3 separate regions of the Sus scrofa genome follow, and regions 1 and 3 are each linked to region 2. A link is a contact called in public HiChIP or PLAC-seq data. All regions are on one chromosome and are shown on one strand. Each heading gives the region's core, a stretch centred on a gene start, on an enhancer-like site or on the middle of the called end of the contact. The rest is flanking DNA. Distances are from core to core; before and after follow the strand shown.

Region 1 (3,661 bases), core at 48-2,547, 220 kb before region 2:
GCAGTGGTCCAGGCGCCACGCACACCAATAGCCCTGACTGAAACACACGAATTGCCTCTTGTTGACCATCTGGACAGGTTCTTCAAGGACCCAGTCTTCCCATCCACTTAAAAGTCAGATGTGTGTGTAATTAGACAGCTACGAACAGGGATTTAGAACAGTAGGAAAGCCCATCAAAAGGTAGTGAAACCCTTCTGTTCACCTCCAGCCAGCCAACCGGCCAGTCACCTTTCCAAGAACCCAGGGCACGCCGCCTCGGCATACAATGAGACAGCCCTTCCCTCCTAGGCTTTCTCCACCGCCATCCCTATTGCGCCCCCCCACTTCCCTACCCACTTACACAACCACACCAGTTCAGATATCCTGAAGGCGACTCAGTCTCGACAACAAACACGAGACACCCAAACACCTTTGTGCCCACCCAACAGAAATGCAACCTGCCTGGGGGTGGGGGTGTGGGGTAGCACCTAGCTAGTCACGTTCTGCCAAGCTCCAAACACGCCATTTTAGACAATTTATCACTTCTTTCCTCCCGTCTACACGAGAATTCGCCAGGATTTTCTGGGAACCACCACTTTGGGGCAGGGGGAGACACCACCTATGAGAAATTTACAATTTAGGCTATCGCTTTCCATTCAACTTTCATATTGGAATCTGGCTCTCTCCTTTCCGCCTAATGCGCCTCAGGCACGACCAGGAAGGAAGGGGAAGCGTAGGGACTAGAGAAAGATACCAAAGAAATGACCAGAACCACAGGTAGAAATTACCTGCCCATTCGCTTTGGAAGGCGACGAGGCCACAGCCGCCTCCCCGGGCCTCTCCCCAGCGGCTTCTCCCTTCGAAGCGGTCTTGGAGAACTGGGCACCCATGCTGGCTTCTTCAACAAAGAAACTCAACAGATCCAAGGGGGGAACAAAGAGCTTCGGGTTGGTGTAACGACGGGGCGAGCAGCAGCAGCGGCAGCAGCGGCGGCGGCAGCGGCAGCAGCAGCACACACACACCGGAGGGAGGGGGGAGTGGGGGTGGTGAAGAGGACAGAACAGAGTCGATTAAATACACTCCGGATAAAAAAATTTTAGTCGAAGAGATCAAAAAGCAGCAGCGCAGGAGGGAGGGAAAAAGGGTGGAAAAGTCGAGCACAAAAAAAGGAGCCCAAGTGTAGTTTAAAAAAAAAAGAAGTAATAAAAAAAATCCCAGATTTGTAGCCGCACTGTAGACAAGAGGAAAATGGAGAAATCTCCCTGGTTGCTAATAAGATGCGGAGTCCAACGCCCAAGTGCACAGATGAATGGGCTCACGGGCGCTGACGCGGCCCCCGCGCACGCCGGCCAATCCGCGCGTTGCACACAAAGCAGGGGGCGGGGCCTGCGCTCGCCTCGAACAATGGAGCCGCGCTTTGCAAACGGTTTGAAAATCAGCCTCATACCGAGAATTAATGTCCTCCAAATAAATAAATCAATTAAAAAATACATGCCTCTCGCCTCCCTCGGCTTAAAAATAATAATGCATTACTTGATTGGTTTGCTTTGTTTGTAATTAATTAACGCGGGAGGGGGAGTACTTGTGGATGGGGGCGGAGAAAACGTTAACTTGACTTGCTTTGACTCTCCTCTGTCTGTATCTGCGTCTGTCTCCTTCCACCCTCTCCCCTCCCCCATCTTTCCGTGTGTTTATGTGTATGTGTGTCTATGCGAGTTTTTAAGACAATGGTTGGGGTTTGTGTGCAGCATGTTTTCTTTCTCTGTGTTCCATATTGACTTCACAGATACTCAACAGCATTTTTTTTTTAACGGTTGCAAATGCGAAATCGCCCGAAATTGAAAGGTATTTAAACCAAGAAGATCGAATTTCATCAAACGAGATCGCGAGTTAGAATTAGGTCTGTAGGCCAGATGTGGAAAATGCAAAAGCAGCAAGCAGCCGAAGCCACACTCCCTTCCCTATCCCACATTGGCATGAAATAAAATATTTCAAGATTGGCCTACGGCGCTCATCAACCTTCTCCCCCGCCCCAATCCAATTAATGATTCCCCCCTCCCCCCAACAAAATTAAGTGAGGGCCATGTACAAAAGATCGAAAAGGTTTACATTTTATCGCTGTGTGAAATGACAATTTTCTCTAGGGTGAAATGAGATCCTACAGCATAGAGTGTACGAATCTATATTTACAGTTAAGAGGCAATTCGCGTCGATATGAATTTTTTTCAGCCTACTGCCAGGATGGGATGGACTCTTTTTTTTCTGAACGTGCGTAAGTGTGCATGCAAGCCAGTGGGCTCCTGGAAGGCAGGGAGACAGCAGTGATGAAACTCTGAACAACCGGATTGACTATTACAGTTCTAAGGAGAAATTACACATTGAGAGATAGCAAGAAGAACCCTGAACGCTTCAAGCCTAACTTGAGTTAGAAAGGAAGCTTCTATTAAGGAACCCAGGGTACCTCCATCTGTAACCCTTGCCACCGAAGTATCAGAAGCTGTTTGTGCGTGAAAGACAGAGCACTGATTTAAAGAATAGAAGGTGAGAGGGTGGGGCTAAAAATCAAGGATACACACTTATAAGCATTCTCCTATCACCTACATTTCTGCTCCCAAAGTTTTCACTTGTGTCCAAATCAGGCTACCTTTAGTGATCCTGAAATGAATTATCTTCTGCTTATGGAGGTGAGAAGCAGTCGAAGTAATGGTTCATTTCTCCTGGTGCTGGCTCTGAATTCTAAAACAGTTTTATTTTTCAGCTCATTGTAGGGAAATGGGTCACACTGAGTGAAAAAGACGGTTAGTTCAAGCCAATAACTCTTTGTTCAACTATTGCTTTGAAAATCAAGCTGCATATCTTTTCATGAAGCCTCGTCTTCTCACTGTCCACTTATTCAGATGCATCATTCAATCATGAAGTCATATCCCCCAGAACTGATGTTAAGATGTTTCCGTAAAAGTGTATCTTGCCAAACGTGTTATCACCCTTAAGGGAGCCCGCTGGCCTGGCCCAAGACCCCAGTCGCCGCGTTGGATGCGAATCCCTTGTATTAGCGGAGTTCCAACTTGAAAAGCCAACTGGGCTGATCCAAAGCCACCATCCAGGCGATTCTCAGAAGACTTTTAGGCTGTTGATTACCGCCCCCGCCCCCCAAAAGTGAACCAAGTCCCTTCGTCTACATCCCCCTCCCGGTTAAATTTGGGGTGACTGCTAGCTCGTTTTCAAATTTTCTCCAGACGGGTTCTTAGCCCTCCATTTGGGGGCTGCTTTTATTGCTTCTTTGTTACCAGGCTGCCTTGTAGCTTTCCCCCCTTTTCTTTCTCTAATGCCTATTTGCCTGGTATCGGCTTGTCTCCTTGGCAACGGCCGGGGAAGATTCGGAGCCCCGAGCGGGGGGAGGGGGAAGGGGCGGAGCCGGCGGGGGAGTTGCAGGGAAGCGAAAGGGATGCTGAGCGAGAGACTGGAGACAGACAACCAAGCAGATGGCCGCGCAAGGGGGCGGGGTCCAGGCGGGGCGTGGGGGGGGACCCCAAGCGTCGCGGGCGCGAGGGAGCCAATCAATTCTCTCCGCAGCTCCGGGGATAGAAAACAAGTGTAAACACATAGATTTCACTCCCCACGAGCGGTCCGTAGTTTGGGGTAGAAAAGATCTTTTTCTTTCGATAAGAGCGCATTTCTAGCG
Region 2 (3,701 bases), core at 163-2,662:
CATCAGTGAACAAGCCAGTTGCCTATCAGGACAAGCCTGGGGGTGACATTATTATTTGCATTTGTTGATCAATGACTCTTGGGAGCTATGAAGACTCAGACCCAAAGAGTGACTCAGAAAACCAGGGGCCCATGTCATTTTGCCCTCGACTCAGCCACACAGCCTAGCAATGTTGGGACCCTACAGCCCTGCATCTCACTCAGCTGTCATGTTTATCACCTTGTGGTACCATGAACAAAACTCTTGACAGTTCAGAGTCTATACCCCAGCTTCGCATGCAGCCTTTTCCCCTGTAGTTGGTGCTTGATCCGAGGCTGAGGACAACAGTATAATGATTCATAGGCCCTGCCTCCTAGCAAGTAATCATTTTTCCACAATGATGATTTATGCCGAGAGAAAGGGAAAGAATGTTGATTTGCCTTTTTTTTTTTTTCCTTAAATTCAAACTTTCTGTTAACAGAGGGTTGGCTGGGGTACTTTGACTCCATTTGCAAGTCCTTCTAAAAAATGTTTCAAAGCAGTTTTGTGTACTTAGCTTGGGATTCTTAAATGAATGTTATTTGTTGAGAATGGAATGTGATAATCCCATTACATACTTTGTCTAAAACAAGAAAAACCATTTTGAAATTTCCTTACTTTGATAGGTGAGGACTACGTGTGCCTCATAGAAGTTGAAAGCTGGAGAGGCCCTGCCACAACCCCATTTTAGAGATGAGAAAACTGAGACCCAGAGAAGTTACAGGAATTGTCTGTTTCCAAAGGACTGATTAGTGGCAGAGGCAGATCAGGGTTGAAATCAGCTAATTTTAAGCTACGATCTTATCTGATGTTAGGCTTACCTGTACTTGTCATAAGAGAAAATCTAGATATGAAGAAGTCTATAACATAGACAATGAGTCATATGAATTGGTGTCAGGGGGGTCAAGGTCAGAAGCATGGTCATTGGTATCAGATGGTTCTTGGTTTGAACTGTGGCTCTGGAGCTGTGTGGTATTGGCTACTGTTTTTCTTAATTACTCTGAATGTGTTTTCTCATCTTTATAAATGAGAGGCAGATATTTCACAGTATCTGCTGTAAGGATAAGAGAGAATGTATGCAAAGCTCTTGATACACAGTAGGCACTTAATGAACGGAAGCTCTGGTTATTATTGAAGACTAAGAGGGCTTTGCCCTTCCCCTCTCTGCTGTTCCCTTTCAAAGCAGCATTTGCTCTTCTTCACACCCTTAGAGTTCTGCTTTGTCAGTCTGGGCATGGTTCAGCTCATTTTCTCAAGGCATGGGTGAATTTTTTTTTCTTCATAATTTGCATCAGTGTTGTCTCATTTCCCTGAAACCCTGTCACAAGCCAGGAGATTGTTGCAGAACATGATCTGAAACCTCACTAGCAAGGGAAAGTCCCCTCCAAAAGAGGCTTTTTTCCTCCTCTAGAGTTTTACACTTCTCTTTCACATTGTGCGGGCAACCCCTCAGCCTGGTTGCTGACTGCAGGCAGAAAAGGGCCGGCCCCAGTGTCTGTGCACCTGGAGGCATTGGGAGGTGAGGGTCTAGCCACATTGGCCCCTGTGGCTTCACTGCCACCATTTCTGCCACTGTGCCTCCCAGTGCTCCCAACTTTCCCCTCTCACCAGATCTCACTCTCGAAACCACCAATGGAAATTTAGAGGCTTCTGTGGTTCTTAGGGGGTTATTGGGGCTTTGCATTTTCTCTTTCCTCACTTCCTTTATAGCTCTCAGGGATTTCCTAAGAAGCTTCTTTTGTCCTGGTAGCCCAGGCTGGCTCCTCCCTCTGGCATGGGGGAGTTGCCATTTTGTGCTCAGGTCTTCTAATTTCTACTTCTTCTTCTTTTTTTTTTTTTTTTTTTAATACATTTTCAAAAATATACTTATGTTCAGGTCTTGTAATGAAAAGAAAATTCTCTGGTTGTTTTTGTGGAATTTTTCTCTAACTCAAATACCATGTACATATTATGGTAAAATATAGTCCGTTTAATCACACAGATTCATCCTTTTATCCCAAATGCGTATGTGTGTATGTGGGTTTTTTTTTTTTTTTTTTTTTTTTAATGCCCTACTTTCTAGATATTTTGTCACCAGGGAATTTTCCCACTTGAAGATATGTTGCAACACAAGTGAACTCTCTTCATTACTTAAAAAAAAGTACAGCTCTGTGTTAGTGCTTTGAAAATACTTTACATAACTGTAAACATCTTCAAGAAATTTTTTAAGAAGAGAAAATGTGGCTGTAATCCCACCTTTTGTGTAATAACTGGTTTCACTTCTGTGTAACTTTCATTTTTTATTCACATACTATTCATGTGTTAGGATAGGCTTTAAAAATTTGTGCCATAAGAATGAAACTAGATCTTGCCTACAGGTTACTGCAGTAGGCCTGCCTGCTTCTCTGCTGTTCTGTACACTGTCTTCTCCTACCTGTAATGCACCAAGTAGTGATGGAGCCAACATTCTCTTGCCTTTGGCCTTGGTCCCCAGTGAAGTCCCTGGATCAAGCTCCATTTTTGGTAGTTTCTCTTCCTTGTAAGAGTGAAAGAGAAGAGTTCCAGAAAATTTTTTTTTTTTTTTCTTTTTAGGGCTGCACCAGCAGCATATGGAAGTTCCCAGTCTAAGGGTCAAATTGGAGCTGTAGCTGCTGGCCTACACCACAGCCACAGCAACACATGATCCAAGTTCTGTCTGTGACCTATACCACAGCTCACAGCAATGCCAGATCCTTAACCCACTGAGTGAGGCCAGGGATTGAACCCACATCCTCATGGATACTAGTTGGGTTTTTAACCTGCTGAGTCACAACAGGAACTCCCAGTTCCAGCATTTTTGATTTCATTTATTTTACAAATATCTATTGAATACTCAGTTAAGTATTGTGTATTACTGTGTGGATTAAGACAAAAGGCATAAAGTCACTTTGACCTGTTGAAGATGGGAGTGAAAAGCATGAAGGAAACTTATACTTTGGCTTTTGTGATTCCACAAGAGGTTTGGGGCCAATCTGAACAGAAGGATAATCTCTTGTATTATGTCCCACAACATGGGAAGAAGGGGAGGTGGAGGCAATGAAGTCAAATGAGAGGGTATTGTTAAGTCATGGGCTGGTGGTGGCATTGAGCTTGGACTTGGGGAAGGATAAAGTAATGGGCTCTAAGGATAATAGAACTAAGCTGAATCAGAAGCCATGGATGGAGAGCTTCCTATCTGGGAGCAGCGAACTAGTATAATGGCTTTGTTATTTGTGTGTGGGGAGTGTTTAAAATGAATTAATTGTATTAATTCTCGCTAAAAAGGAAAGACAATTCTAGCACATTGGCACAGAAACTAAAATGTATTCCTTATTAACTGAAAAATCTTAAGCTAGATTTGGCTTCAGCTTTGGGTGAAATTATGTCTTCTGACAAAAGTTGTTAGTTTTGTCTTTCTCCAGATTTCCACTTAGCTTCTTTCTTCCTTGTTGGGTTCCACAGGCAGGTTTCTGAACACATTGGCAAAGATGATTGTTGGCCGCTTGTGGCTTATGTTCTGCAAGTTTTGTAGCCCTGATGGAAAATGTATGCCTTTTTTCTTTTTCTTTTTTTGTTTTTTTAGGGCCACACCTGTGGCATGTGGAAGCTCCCAGGCTAGAGGTCGAATTGGAGCTGCAGCTGTAAGCCTTTACCACAGTTCATGGAAATGCCAGATCCTTAACTGA
Region 3 (3,466 bases), core at 846-3,345, 140 kb after region 2:
CAATGAATTTGTGAAATCACAAACTACCCTTCCTGGGTGAGGAATTCTGTAAATGAGCAGTCAGGTAATAAGTACCTCAAGACAAAATTAATAACTTCCAGAAGCATGCACAACTGTAGCAGCCTATATAGAGAAATTTGATTTAGATGAAAGAGTCCAGGCTTTTACTGTGATTCTTTTTTTTTTCCCTGACTTCAGAAAAGGAAAATCTATATTGAGCTTCTAGTGTTTAGAAATCTATTAGCATACAGGAATCATCACTGTTGAACTTGAACACAGGAGCTATGTTATGTCTGCTATAGGACTAGATTAGATTTGCTCACAGACTTTCAGGAACTCACAGAAAAGACAACGAACTACCATTACACATCCTTCTGCATATGGAGCAACTGAAATTCTCGTCACTCCTAGTGAGAAGATTAAATGATATACCACTCTGCAAAACTGGCAGTGTCTATTAAAGAGACACTTACCCTATGACTAATCCATTCCACTTTAGATATGCACCCCTAAAAAGACTTTCAAAAGCATACCGATTGTGGCTTTGTTCGTAATAGCCCCCAAATGAAAATAACCCAAATGTCTATCGATATAATAGTGGATGAACCAGCTGTGGCACACACACACACACACACACACACACACACACACACGTACATATGACTTCTATTCAGCAATAAAAAGCATAAACTATTAAATTATTTGAGCAAAAGAATCCTGACATAAAATGTAAACGTGATTCTATTTACATGCGGTACAAGAATAGATCAAACTCATTCATGGTGAGAGAATTCAGAATAGTGATTATCTGCAGATGTGGGATGTTACTGATCATGAAGAGACTAAGTAAACTTTCTGGAGTTGTGACAATAATCTCTCTTTTGACCAGGTAGAATATATGTACCATTTCATCAAGCTGTACAATTAAGGTTTTTTATTATACTGTATGTAAGTTATACTTCCTTAAGTACTATAAATACAAATTTAGAAAAAAACTCATATTGTAAAGGAAGAAGAGATTACAAGGGAAACTTTTGCTGGATCCTCACTGAGGACAACCTGAAGAAGCGGTAAGGAGACAGTTTAGTCTACATTATGGCTTTGCTATTTTGGCTGGGGGAGAAGGGAGTTGTGTGCCACTGCTGGGATGAGAAGGAGGATAGAAATAAAGATATTCGAGGGAGGCATATTGGTTGCATTCTCTACCTTAGACAGAATGTGAGCACACGTGTTCCAGTACCTTAAGGGCCATATAATTCCAATGCATCAGAAGTACCTTTAGCAAGAGGGTGTCCTCTCAAAGTAGTAGAAATCATGGAGGACCCAGGGAAAGCTCATAGGCATGGTGGTTGTCCATTATGAGCCCAGGACAAATTATACTATACAAGTTAGGCTTGTTCCAGAATACACTTCTGGGGCAGGGATGTTACTGTTAAAGAGGACTAAAATTCTATATGAAAAAGTGAGAGATGAGTCAGAGACCTTGAGTATTTAAATTACTGTGATTGGAGTTCCCTGGTGGGGCAGTGGGTTAAGGGTCTGGTGTTGTCACTGCTGTGGCTTGGGTTACTGCTGTGCTATGGGTTTGATCACTGGCCTGGGAACTTCGCATGCTGCAGGTGTGGCCAAAAGAAAAAAAAATTACTGTGACTTTAGCTGTCTTCCAGACTGGTGAGTTCAGGGTCTTTGAGGTACATTGAAAAGGAGATGGTATGTGTATTTGTATCCATGTGAGTGCTGTTGGGCTCCAACATCAAAGCTTAATGAGTTTGACTGGGTTTGATCATCAATTTTATTGCTATAATCTGTTAGCAGTTAAAAACTGATTTTCAGTTTCCAGACTTTCAAAATAGTGCAGGTGAGCTTGCCAGGAATTTTGCAAAATCCTATGGCCAGTCCAGCAGTAGCTGTGGAAAGACTTAATCTCCATGGCAGCAAATGGCTATGCCCATGAGGAGCTCATCACAAGTAGGAGAAGCCATTTCTTTTGGAAAGGCTTCCTCATAGGCCCTGAGCCACATACAACATGAGGTCTGAGAGATTTCCACCCAAACAGTGGCCTGAAAGCATCTGACCAAGATAAAAGCAGAAGCCTTAAAAAGGCCTATTTCCTCATCTGCAGGACTGGTTTGCTCGTAAGACATGACGTTTACCCATGAACTTCCCAAAGCCAAAGGGCAGGGGATTTGCCTGAATCTGTGTTTTCTGTCTGAACACTCAGGTGAAAAACCAGCCCAACAGGACTTCCCCAGTGGCCTAGCAGTTAAAATTCGGCATTGTCACTGCTGTGGCATGGGTTTGATCTCTGGCCAAGAATGACAATTTCCTGGCTGTTAGATTAAATCTTTAAAACTACTTCGGTTATAATAAAAGACATGAGAGTCCGGGAGAAGCAAAGTACTATTTATGTCAGTTTTATATTTAGAAAACACCTCTGCTTCACCAAAGCTATTGTCTTACTGTACTTTTTTTTTTTTTTTTCAGCATAGACATGCATTTCCTCCAAATAATTGAAAACTTGATAGTGTGTTGTAGCGGAAAGAGCATGGACTTTGAATTTTGTCCTCTCCAGTTACTAGTAACTCTTCAGTGGCATAGGTTAGGTTCAGAGGTTCCCCTGCCAGATCTTGCCAGTAGCTTAGGACAGCAAGCTGCTATTGCTCACTCACATTGCATGTTTTATTGGGATTGGCCATGCCTCTGCTCTGTGTTTTCTTTTTTTTCAGAACCCCAGATGAAGAAACTGCTCATATCTTGTGGTTGAGGGCATTGCTGGCCTCACGGGAGAGGGGGAAAAGAGAAACCCCAGTAGACAATTGATATGTCTGCTCACTGGCCCAAATGAGGCACTCGGCCCAGCCTGAATCAGTGGGGTGGGATTGTATGATAGGTTCATGGGAAGTGGCAGAAAATGGTCTACATTTAGTCTACCTCAGTGATCTAAGTGAGGTTACTTCTCTAAACCCCAGACTCCTCAAACTGTAAAACAAGGCTGATGATGCCTGTCTCTACAACTGTTCTCAGTAAACAGATGTAAATTAAAGGCTCTGAACAAATCTAGATTTTTTCCCCCATTCTTTTATGATATCTGTAGATGAGCACTGATTTGCATTACTGTGAATTTCAGAGAGCTTAGAAATTATAGTATTTAATCTTCATAAGTTACAATTTCCTAACTATTTGTTGGCCACATCTTACTATATGCCCCGAAGGTCATTAATCCAAAAGAAATATAGACGTTGCCAGTTTTCTTTAAAATTTTACTAACCTATGTAGAAAACCAATATTAGCAGTTTGAATGCAAAGTATAATTGCCTTTCTGTTGTGCTTCATATATGAGAATATGGGAGGGAGAATAGTATTATTAGTCTCATTTTATAAACAAGTTAGTACAATAATTTTTTTTAATTTTTTTTATGGCCACAGCTGCCACATGTGGAAGTTTCTGGGCCAGGGATTGAATCTG

Evidence for each region. HiChIP or PLAC-seq counts read pairs in DNA pulled down with a chosen protein or histone mark.
Region 1: an H3K27ac HiChIP or PLAC-seq map of alveolar macrophages shows a contact between it and region 2. The contact joins the promoter of MARCKS here to the enhancer-like site in region 2. A contact is called at or near these places in 2 of 5 promoter capture datasets (fetal liver and liver), 11 of 47 Hi-C or Micro-C datasets (alveolar macrophages, blood, embryonic fibroblasts and 5 more) and 2 of 2 datasets of contacts at active chromatin or transcription factors (alveolar macrophages and skeletal muscle).
Region 3: a contact with region 2 is called in an H3K27ac HiChIP or PLAC-seq map of alveolar macrophages. The contact joins two enhancer-like sites. A contact is called at or near these places in 6 of 47 Hi-C or Micro-C datasets (alveolar macrophages, blood and liver) and 1 of 2 datasets of contacts at active chromatin or transcription factors (alveolar macrophages).

Annotation. Positions count from the first base shown.
Region 1 is chr1:79,787,432-79,791,092 of Sscrofa11.1, reverse strand. MARCKS (myristoylated alanine-rich C-kinase substrate) reads right to left here and starts at 1,297. Exons shown (of 2, transcript XM_021091501.1): 1 at 768-1,297. The coding sequence starts at 869.
Region 2 is chr1:79,562,807-79,566,507 of Sscrofa11.1, reverse strand. No RefSeq gene overlaps it. Among named protein-coding and RNA genes, the nearest start is that of MARCKS, 230 kb to the left of the region's middle. Within about 2 kb of position 1,412, at least 19 of the 83 cell types and tissues checked have an H3K27ac peak or open chromatin away from gene starts, as enhancers often do. A contact at or near this core is called in alveolar macrophages and retroperitoneal adipose tissue, where this site is marked.
Region 3 is chr1:79,420,125-79,423,590 of Sscrofa11.1, reverse strand. No RefSeq gene overlaps it. Among named protein-coding and RNA genes, the nearest start is that of MARCKS, 370 kb to the left of the region's middle. Within about 2 kb of position 2,095, at least 20 of the 83 cell types and tissues checked have an H3K27ac peak or open chromatin away from gene starts, as enhancers often do. A contact at or near this core is called in alveolar macrophages, where this site is marked.